Linked DNA regions of Mus musculus: region 1 is linked to region 2. A link is a contact called in public ChIA-PET data. All regions are on one chromosome and are shown on one strand. Each heading gives the region's core, a stretch centred on a gene start, on an enhancer-like site or on the middle of the called end of the contact. The rest is flanking DNA. Distances are from core to core; before and after follow the strand shown.

Evidence for each region. ChIA-PET counts read pairs in DNA pulled down with a chosen protein or histone mark.
Region 1: a contact with region 2 is called in an RNA polymerase II ChIA-PET map of memory CD8 T cells, with 5 read pairs. The contact joins two enhancer-like sites. A contact is called at or near these places in 2 of 115 datasets of contacts at active chromatin or transcription factors (bone marrow-derived macrophages and memory CD8 T cells).

Annotation. Positions count from the first base shown.
Region 1 is chr17:28,734,599-28,738,630 of GRCm38.p6, forward strand. Mapk14 (mitogen-activated protein kinase 14) reads left to right here. Exons shown (of 12, transcript NM_011951.3): 9 at 2,413-2,492. Among named protein-coding and RNA genes, the nearest start is that of Mapk13, 33 kb to the right of the region's middle. Within about 2 kb of position 2,098, at least 83 of the 459 cell types and tissues checked have an H3K27ac peak or open chromatin away from gene starts, as enhancers often do. A contact at or near this core is called in bone marrow-derived macrophages and memory CD8 T cells, where this site is marked.
Region 2 is chr17:28,222,482-28,226,274 of GRCm38.p6, forward strand. It overlaps Def6 (differentially expressed in FDCP 6), which reads left to right. Exons shown (of 11, transcript NM_027185.3): 6 at 1,191-1,299; 7 at 1,407-1,705; 8 at 3,364-3,530; 9 at 3,620-3,793. Among named protein-coding and RNA genes, the nearest start is that of Ppard, 8.4 kb to the right of the region's middle. Within about 2 kb of position 1,665, at least 215 of the 459 cell types and tissues checked have an H3K27ac peak or open chromatin away from gene starts, as enhancers often do. A contact at or near this core is called in bone marrow-derived macrophages and memory CD8 T cells, where this site is marked.

The DNA of each region.
Region 1 (4,032 bases), core at 848-3,347, 510 kb after region 2:
CACCTCAGCCACATAGTAAGTTTGAGGCCATCTCAAAAAAGCTTGTCCAGAAAGACTTCTTGTTAGAACAGCCCTTGGAAGGGACAGTGGGAAAGGAAAAGGCTTAATACAGGAAGAGTGGAGGCTTCCCTTACAACTGCATAAAGAGGCATAGAAGTGCCTGAGACCTTTGCCTTGAGTTGAAGCTTTGAGCCTATTCAAGAATAGTAGTTTGAGGCAAGCAGATAAAAGTTGAGTGACAGGTGTCAGAAAGGCGTGGATGTGAGGGTGAGGAGCTGGTTGTGATTTAGTCTGAGAATGCTCACCCCTGCAGACAAGGGAGAAAGGTATGGATGAGCCCTGCCTGCTGATAGATGCATGTTCTTCAGGCAGCTTGGAGGTGAAGCTAAGTCAGTTAGGAAACAACCCAGACTTCACTTTTCCCAAAGGGAATATGAAACTTGCCTCTTTAGAAAGTCCAGCTGGGCCGGGCGTGGTGGCGCACACCTTTAATCCCAGCACTCCGGAGGCAGAGGCAGGTGGATTTCTGAGTTCAAGGCCAGCCTGGTCTACAGAGTGAGTGCCAGGACAGCCAGGGCTACACAGAGAAACCCTGTCTCGAAAACAAACAAACAAAAAAAAAAAAGAAAGAAAGAAAGAAAGTCCAGCTGGTTAATAAACTACTTTGGAGTCGTACATGGTAAAATCACCTCTTGGAGGGCTGGAAGAGTCTAATTTTTTTCTATTAACATACATCCTCTTGAAGTGGCTAATCAGATATTCCTGGGGAGTAGAAATGTGAATGGAGCTAGATTTATATAAACTGAGTAGCTTCTTCCTGTCTGCAAGGAAGATGCTCAACTGTCACCATTAGCATGTCGGCAGTGTTACGGCCTGAGTGAGTCAGTGCCAGTCTCAGTCCACCCACTGTCCGCACCTGGAGCATCTCCTCTTTTCCATTTTCAGTAGCAGGGGTTTTGTTTTGTTTTGTTTTTTCTTTTACCATTCTAACTTCAGAAATATCTTGTGTGAGTGGACTTCCTTCTGGGTTAACTCGGTTTTCTGTAGGATGCCATTTTTGGGCACTGGCTCATCTTATCTTAAAAATTATTGACTGTTGCAGGCCTGTGAAAACTGGTGTGTAAATACACGAATGCACGGCCTTGTTGCATTCCAGGAAAACTCCATGTATAAGACAGGCACCAGGCTGTATCTTCCTGTCACCTTTCTAGAATTTTCTTCTGTTTTAGCAAAAAAAAAAAATGTTCAGAGGCAAAATGGCCATCTTGTTGCATAAGCAGTTCCTGTGACTAGGCAACTGTGGCTTGCAGACACTGTTCTCTTGACTGACTCATGCTTATTTTGCCTCTCTATATGCAAGCTAAATCTTCTCTATCTGTTCTTTAAATATTGTATGTGCCTTTTATGTATCAGATAATCTAAAATAAGGGATGGGGTTCAGCCATACATTGTAGTCCCAGCACTTGGATAGATGAGGCACAAGGACTCTGAGTTAAGAGGCTGCTGGGGGATTTTAGGTGACACAGGAAGGACGGCTAATGATCCTGCAGAACCTGACGGGCTCACACAGTCTCCCTATCTCACCATCAGCTGAGGTATGGAGCAGCTGTTCAGATGCTCAAAAGGGGCTGACTGAAGGCAGTGAGAGTAAATGGCCTCTGATCCTCCGGTGAACACATGCTCATTTGTTCTGAGGTTTTGGATGGCAGAATGACTATTCCGGGCCCTTTGCCTTTCTGCTTTTCAAGTCTTTAGTGAGTAGACTTTGGTTACTTTACATCCGTTATGGTTGCAGCCTGGTGTCTCCCATAGTGGGGTAGCACCCTCTGCCAGCTGGCTGTCCCTCACATGTTCTGTCTCCTAGAGGGGAGAGGGGAAGGTCTCCAGAGGGCACACTCAAGTGAACGAATGGTGTCTGGGAGGAGAGCAGGCCTCCCAACTGTCAGATTACAAGTTCCTTAGGTCAGGCCTTAGGGGGATAGTCACAAATAGATGCATAGAGTGTGCTCCGCCTCTGCTTGCCAGCACACTCTGCTTAGCTACCTCCTAGTGCCTTGGTGGAAGGGGAGGTGGAGGTGGAGGCTGGGCTCATGGACTGAGTGGCGTGGCCTCTTGTCTAAGACCCAACCACAGTGACTTTACTTCCTGCTGCATGGTGGTGACAAATGTGTGTGTGTGTGGCGGTTTTTTGAACCTTTCTACAGGAGGAGCAAGTCATGCTGAAAGTGGCCACCCTACAGAAGCCTTCCACCCAGAATCTTCCACCATGTTGGCCTTGTTTGGGGGAGGGGGGGACTCATTTCCATTATTGAGATTTTTTTTGTTTGTTGTGTTTTATTTTGCTCATTATTGTTTTGTTTTGCTTTTCACTTTTATTTTGTCCCGACATTTTCCTTTATAGTCCACCGTTAGATATTGATCAGTTGAAGCTCATTTTAAGACTCGTTGGAACCCCAGGGGCTGAGCTTCTGAAGAAAATCTCCTCAGAGTCTGTGAGTTGACGCTTTGATTGAATTACTACCCTCGGGGGCCTCTGCCACTTGCCTTCCGTCACTCTGCACTCTGACTTTGGAATGCATGTGTGACGTGTGCTGTGTGTGATGTGTGCACACATGTGAGCCTGCATGAGCCCGCTTGCATGCATGAGTGTGTTTTATTCTAAACTATCCTTATCTGGGTGTGGACTTAAGATCATGGGAACCCCTTTGGGGCAATTGTATGCTAATAAAACTGAGAGTTGAGATTCCAGTTCATTCCAAGAGATTAATGGGAAATTTGTGTGTGTGTCCTCCTGAGCCCTGACTTCTCTCTGAAGTTGCCCACGTGCTTAAGAGCCCTCTCACTTTCTGCTGAGCATCCTAATCTCTGACACTGTGTGCTAGTCTGACCTTCCCTCTCAGTGGTGGGTGATGTGTGCCTTGTCCCTAGAGGGGCTCCTCCTGGGCGGGGTCTTTCCATGGGCTCCTCTCCCACCCTCAGACCACACAGAACAGCTTCCTCCCCTCATGACAGTCTGCAGATGGCTCTGAACTCCTCCAGGAACCTTGGTCAATACAGTGAATAGCATGAGGGGCCACTTGGAACTTGTGCTTTCTCCATGGAGGCCATAAGAAGGTGACTCTGTTTTACTTTAGCCATGGTTGGTTGGTTTTTTGTTGTTGTTGTTGGTTTTTTGTTTTTTGTTGTTGTTGTTTTTGTTTTTTGGTTTTTTTTTGTTTTTTTTGTTTTTTTTTTTTGTTTTTTTGAGACAGGGTTTCTCTATGTAGCCCTGGTTGTCCTGGAACTCACTTTGTAGACCAGGCTGGCCTCGAACTCAGAAATCCCCCTGCCTCTGCCTCCCAAGTGCTGGGATTGAAGGCTTGTGCCACCATTGCCCAGCCTTGTTGTTGTTGTTTTTGTTGTTGTTGGAGGATTTTTTTTTTGTTTTTGTTTTTGTTTTTTAAGCTGTTGTCACTTTCTGGGGCCAGAAACTTTGAGGAAGCTAGGAAAGCCCCTCCTTCCTCTCATTTCCGCTTAGGGAAATAAATGGAGGAGCTAAGCCCCAGCTGTGCACGCCTAGGTTCCCCTCCTACCACTTCCAATAGAAGAGCCTTCTGCTCAGCTAAGAAGGAAGTTAAGTAGCTGTAGGCAACCAGCAACACACGAGTCACCTCCCCTGACAAAATCAGGACCCCGAATCTGCAGTGTAGCTATACATAAAGGACCCTGGAGCTTTTGAATGGGCCTATTTTATTTTATTTCCTTTACTCCTTTAAGATAAGAAAGCAAGCCAGGCATGGTGGCGTACGCCTTTAATCCCAGCACTTGGGAGGCAGAGGCAGGCGGATTTCTGAGTTCGAGGACAGCCTGGGCTATACAAAGAAAGCCTGTCTCGTCAAAAAGGAAAAAGAGAGAGAGAGAGAGAGAGAGAGAGAGAGAGAGAGAGAGAGCAAGCAAGCAAGCTGGATACATGGCCTAATAATGAGATGTCTTTTATCTTAACATGAAGTGGGCACATCAGATATTTGAACAGTTCTAGTGCAGCAATGGACA
Region 2 (3,793 bases), core at 415-2,914:
ACACCCCTGACCCCCTGCATGTAGGAGTGGCCTGTGTGGCCACTCCGTTTAGAGGTCTCACATGGCTGGTCAACTTTTTTCCATCTGAAGCATGACGAACTCTCCTCTCCTTCCTTGGATCTGTCTGCTTGCCTCCAGGGACCCGGAGGTCCCGCCTATCCCTTCTGCCCAGCAATTGGCTCATGGCTTCTTTACTGACAGATCAAGAACCAATTGGAGCTGGGGAGCCGGGCAGTGGTGGCGCACGCCTTTAATCCCAGCACTTGGGAGGCAGAGGCAGGCGGATTTCTGAGTTCGAGGCCAGCCTGGTCTACAAAGTGAGTTAGTTCCAGGACAGCCAGGGCTACACAGAGAAACCCTGTCTCGAAAAAACCAAAAGAAAAAAAAATTATTAAGGGCTCCTCATACTCCAGAGACTGGGGCAGAGGAGACTTTTGAGGTAGGAGGCCAACCTGGGCTACACAACAAAACCTTGTCTCAAGAGAAAATAGTTCCCCGAGGCATTATCCCTTTCTGTTGCACAAAGAAACAGGTGTTGGGTAAGGCTCCAGATATCTCAGAGCCAATTACGTTCTCTATGAAGTAAGGTCCGACAGGAATATATGACTGTAGATAAATGTTGTATGGAAAACACTAGTGCAGAGCTGGGCACGTTGTGGTACACGCCTTTAATCCCAGCACTTGGGAGGCAGAGGGAGAGTTTGAAGCCAGCCTGGTCTATAGAGCTAGTCTAGGACAGTCAGAGCTACACAAAGAAACCCTGCCTCAGAGAGAGAGAGAGAGAGAGAGAGAGAGAGAGAGAGAGAGAGAACACAAGAGAACACTAGGGCAGAAGAGCAAGGATGTCAAACACACCCTGCATTATCAGTATCTCCAAACCCTTGAAGAACGAGTGCCATTTAAGAGACCAGGTGGAAATCAGCAGTTGTAGGTGCTGAGTGAGGCTCCAGGCACATGTTCAAGCATGTACTATGTACTAAACCTTGTGGAGAGATACCAAGAATAAAGTGGCTCGCACGCACCCCGTAACTAACGATCCACCCCAGACCATGCATACTCCTGGCAGGGTAGGAACGGTCCCAGAGAAGATGGTCAGCCAAGAGAAAGAGGAGGAAGCTGGAGCTGGGGTACTACTGGGGCAGATGTGGCTCCTATGTCAGCGAAGTCACTTGGCCTGGGCCATCCTGTAGGTGCTTCCGGACCGCGAAGGAAAGCGCTGCATGTTTTGTGTGAAGACTGCCAGCCGCACCTATGAGATGAGCGCCTCAGACACCCGCCAGCGCCAGGAGTGGACGGCCGGTGAGTGCCGGCCTGGGTCTAACTGGGCCTGTTCACCGGAGTGACCTTTGGGGCCCCTTTGCGGTGGTGACTAGACCAGGGCTGACTCCGTCCGGCTCTGCCCTTAGCCATCCAGACTGCGATCCGGCTGCAGGCGGAGGGGAAGACGTCGCTGCACAAGGACCTGAAACAGAAGCGGCGGGAGCAGCGGGAACAGCGCGAGCGACGCCGGGCAGCCAAGGAGGAGGAGCTGCTGCGACTGCAGCAGCTGCAGGAGGAGAAGGAGAGGAAGCTGCAAGAACTGGAGCTGCTGCAGGAGGCTCAGCGGCAGGCCGAGCGGCTGCTGCAGGAAGAGGAGGAGCGCCGCCGTAGCCAGCACAAGGAGCTGCAGCAGGCTCTGGAGGGCCAGCTGCGGGAGGCGGAGCAGGTGAGACTGGCCCAGAGGGCGGGGCCGGGGAAGGGTTGGGGCGGGGTTATGACCGGGGCGTGACAGGAAGAAGAGCAGGGCGTAGTCCATGGTCTGGAGGATGCTATGGGCGGGGCCTAGATAGGGTGGAGCCCATTGGCTGAAGGATGGACCTAAGGTAGAGACTGAAAGATGCTGTGGGCGGGGCCTGAGGGGCCCTTAGGGGAATAGGTTGGAGTAGAGCCTGGATGCTTTGGGCATGGCCTAACGAATGTTAGGGTAGGGCCGGAACAAGGTTAGGGCTAGGGAAAACCCCTGGTAGAATGAGACCTGGTTCAGAATTCTTTTCTGGAGGCAGGACTTGGGCCGAGGAAGCTGCTTAAGGCTTCTTGATTGCAAATAATTTGGAATGAAATCAATCTAGACTTGAACTAAATTTTAACAAAACCAGTTTGGGGACCATAAGACGGGATGCATGTGAAGGGCAGAGTAGATGCACAGAAGCAATTGACTTTAAATTTTAAATTGAGAAAACGCAATTCTAGAGCTGGCTCAAAGGATAAAGGTGCTTGCCACACATACCTAGCGTCCTGAATTCCGTTCCTGGAACCCCAGAAAGATGGGCAGAGGGAACCGGCTCCACAACGTTGTCCTCTGACCGCCACAGGCATGCTGTGGCATGTGTGCCCATTACACCTCCGCCTTAAGAGCTGTATGAGCTCAGACATGCACTAAGTCTCTCCGTATCAGTAACTAGAGCTCTGTATATGGAAATGGGACGAGGATTCTGTGAAGGAATAGATGTAAGGAGTTTAATAAAGCCAGGCAGGTGCTACTTAGTGAGTTTGAGGCCAACCTGCACTACCTGAGATCCTGTCTCAAAGAACAAAGTAGGTCTAAAATGATAGCCTCACAGTTAAGACCACTGGCTGCTTTTTCAGAGGACCAAGCTTGAGCTTGTGCACCCACATGGGAGCTCATAGCCAGCCAGCAGATCGCACACCCTCTTCTTGCCTCTGCGAGTAGTGTTCTCATGTGGTGCACAGACATATGCAGCCAAAACACCCATGCATATGAACTAATAAAACTATAACAACAACAACCTGGGTGGTGGTGGCACACGCTTTTATTCCCAGCACTTGGGAGGCAGAGGCAGGAGAATCTCTGTGAGGTCGAGGTCAGCCTCAGAGAAACTTGGTCTCAGAAGAAAAATAAAAGCGTTCAATAACTTGTGGTTATTGTAATAATTGCAGTTCCTGGCACCCGCCATAATGATATTATAATTGTTAGGGTAGGAGCTAGGAAGGGATTACCTTCGTTTAATATGCTGGTTTATTGTAATATAACGTATTATGATGTTTAATTACATGTAATTATAACCGGTGTTGTTTTGTGTGAGGCTGGATAGCAAACATACAGCCATGGGCACATCAGGTGAGCCCTCTGCTGCTGAGCTACAGCCCCAGCAAGCGTCTAATTATTCTTTCTAAGGTCAGTGCAAAAACAATAGGAGGATTCAGGGTCTTAAACAGGTCAGATCAGGAAACCCCAACTAAAGACCCTCCATACACAGAGCCAGGAAGAGTTAGGGTTGGGGGGTTGGGGAGTTGGCTGGGGAGGGGGCAGTAGCCTGTCTTTCTCCTCCGGTGTCCCACTGATTCGCTCTTTGCTCCCCACAGGCCCGGGCCTCTATGCAGGCTGAGATGGAGCTGAAGAAGGAAGAGGCGGCCCGGCAACGGCAGCGCATCGCTGAACTGGAGGAGATGCAGGAGCGGCTGCAGGAAGCTCTGCAACTAGAGGTGAAAGCTAGGCGGGATGAGGAGGCCGTGCGCCTCGCCCAGACCAGGTAGGCACGGTGGCCAGGGAACCTTTCCTGCCAGCGCCCGCGCGGACCCTCCCTCCCCGGCTCTGAGATGTCCCTGTGCACTCTGGCAGGCTGCTGGAGGAGGAGGAGGAGAAGCTGAAGCAGCTGATGCATCTGAAGGAGGAGCAAGAGCGCTACATCGAGCGAGCGCAGCAGGAGAAGCAGGAGCTCCAGCAGGAGATGGCGCTGCAGAGCCGTTCCCTGCAGCACGCCCAGCAGCAGCTGGAGGAAGTGCGGCAGAACCG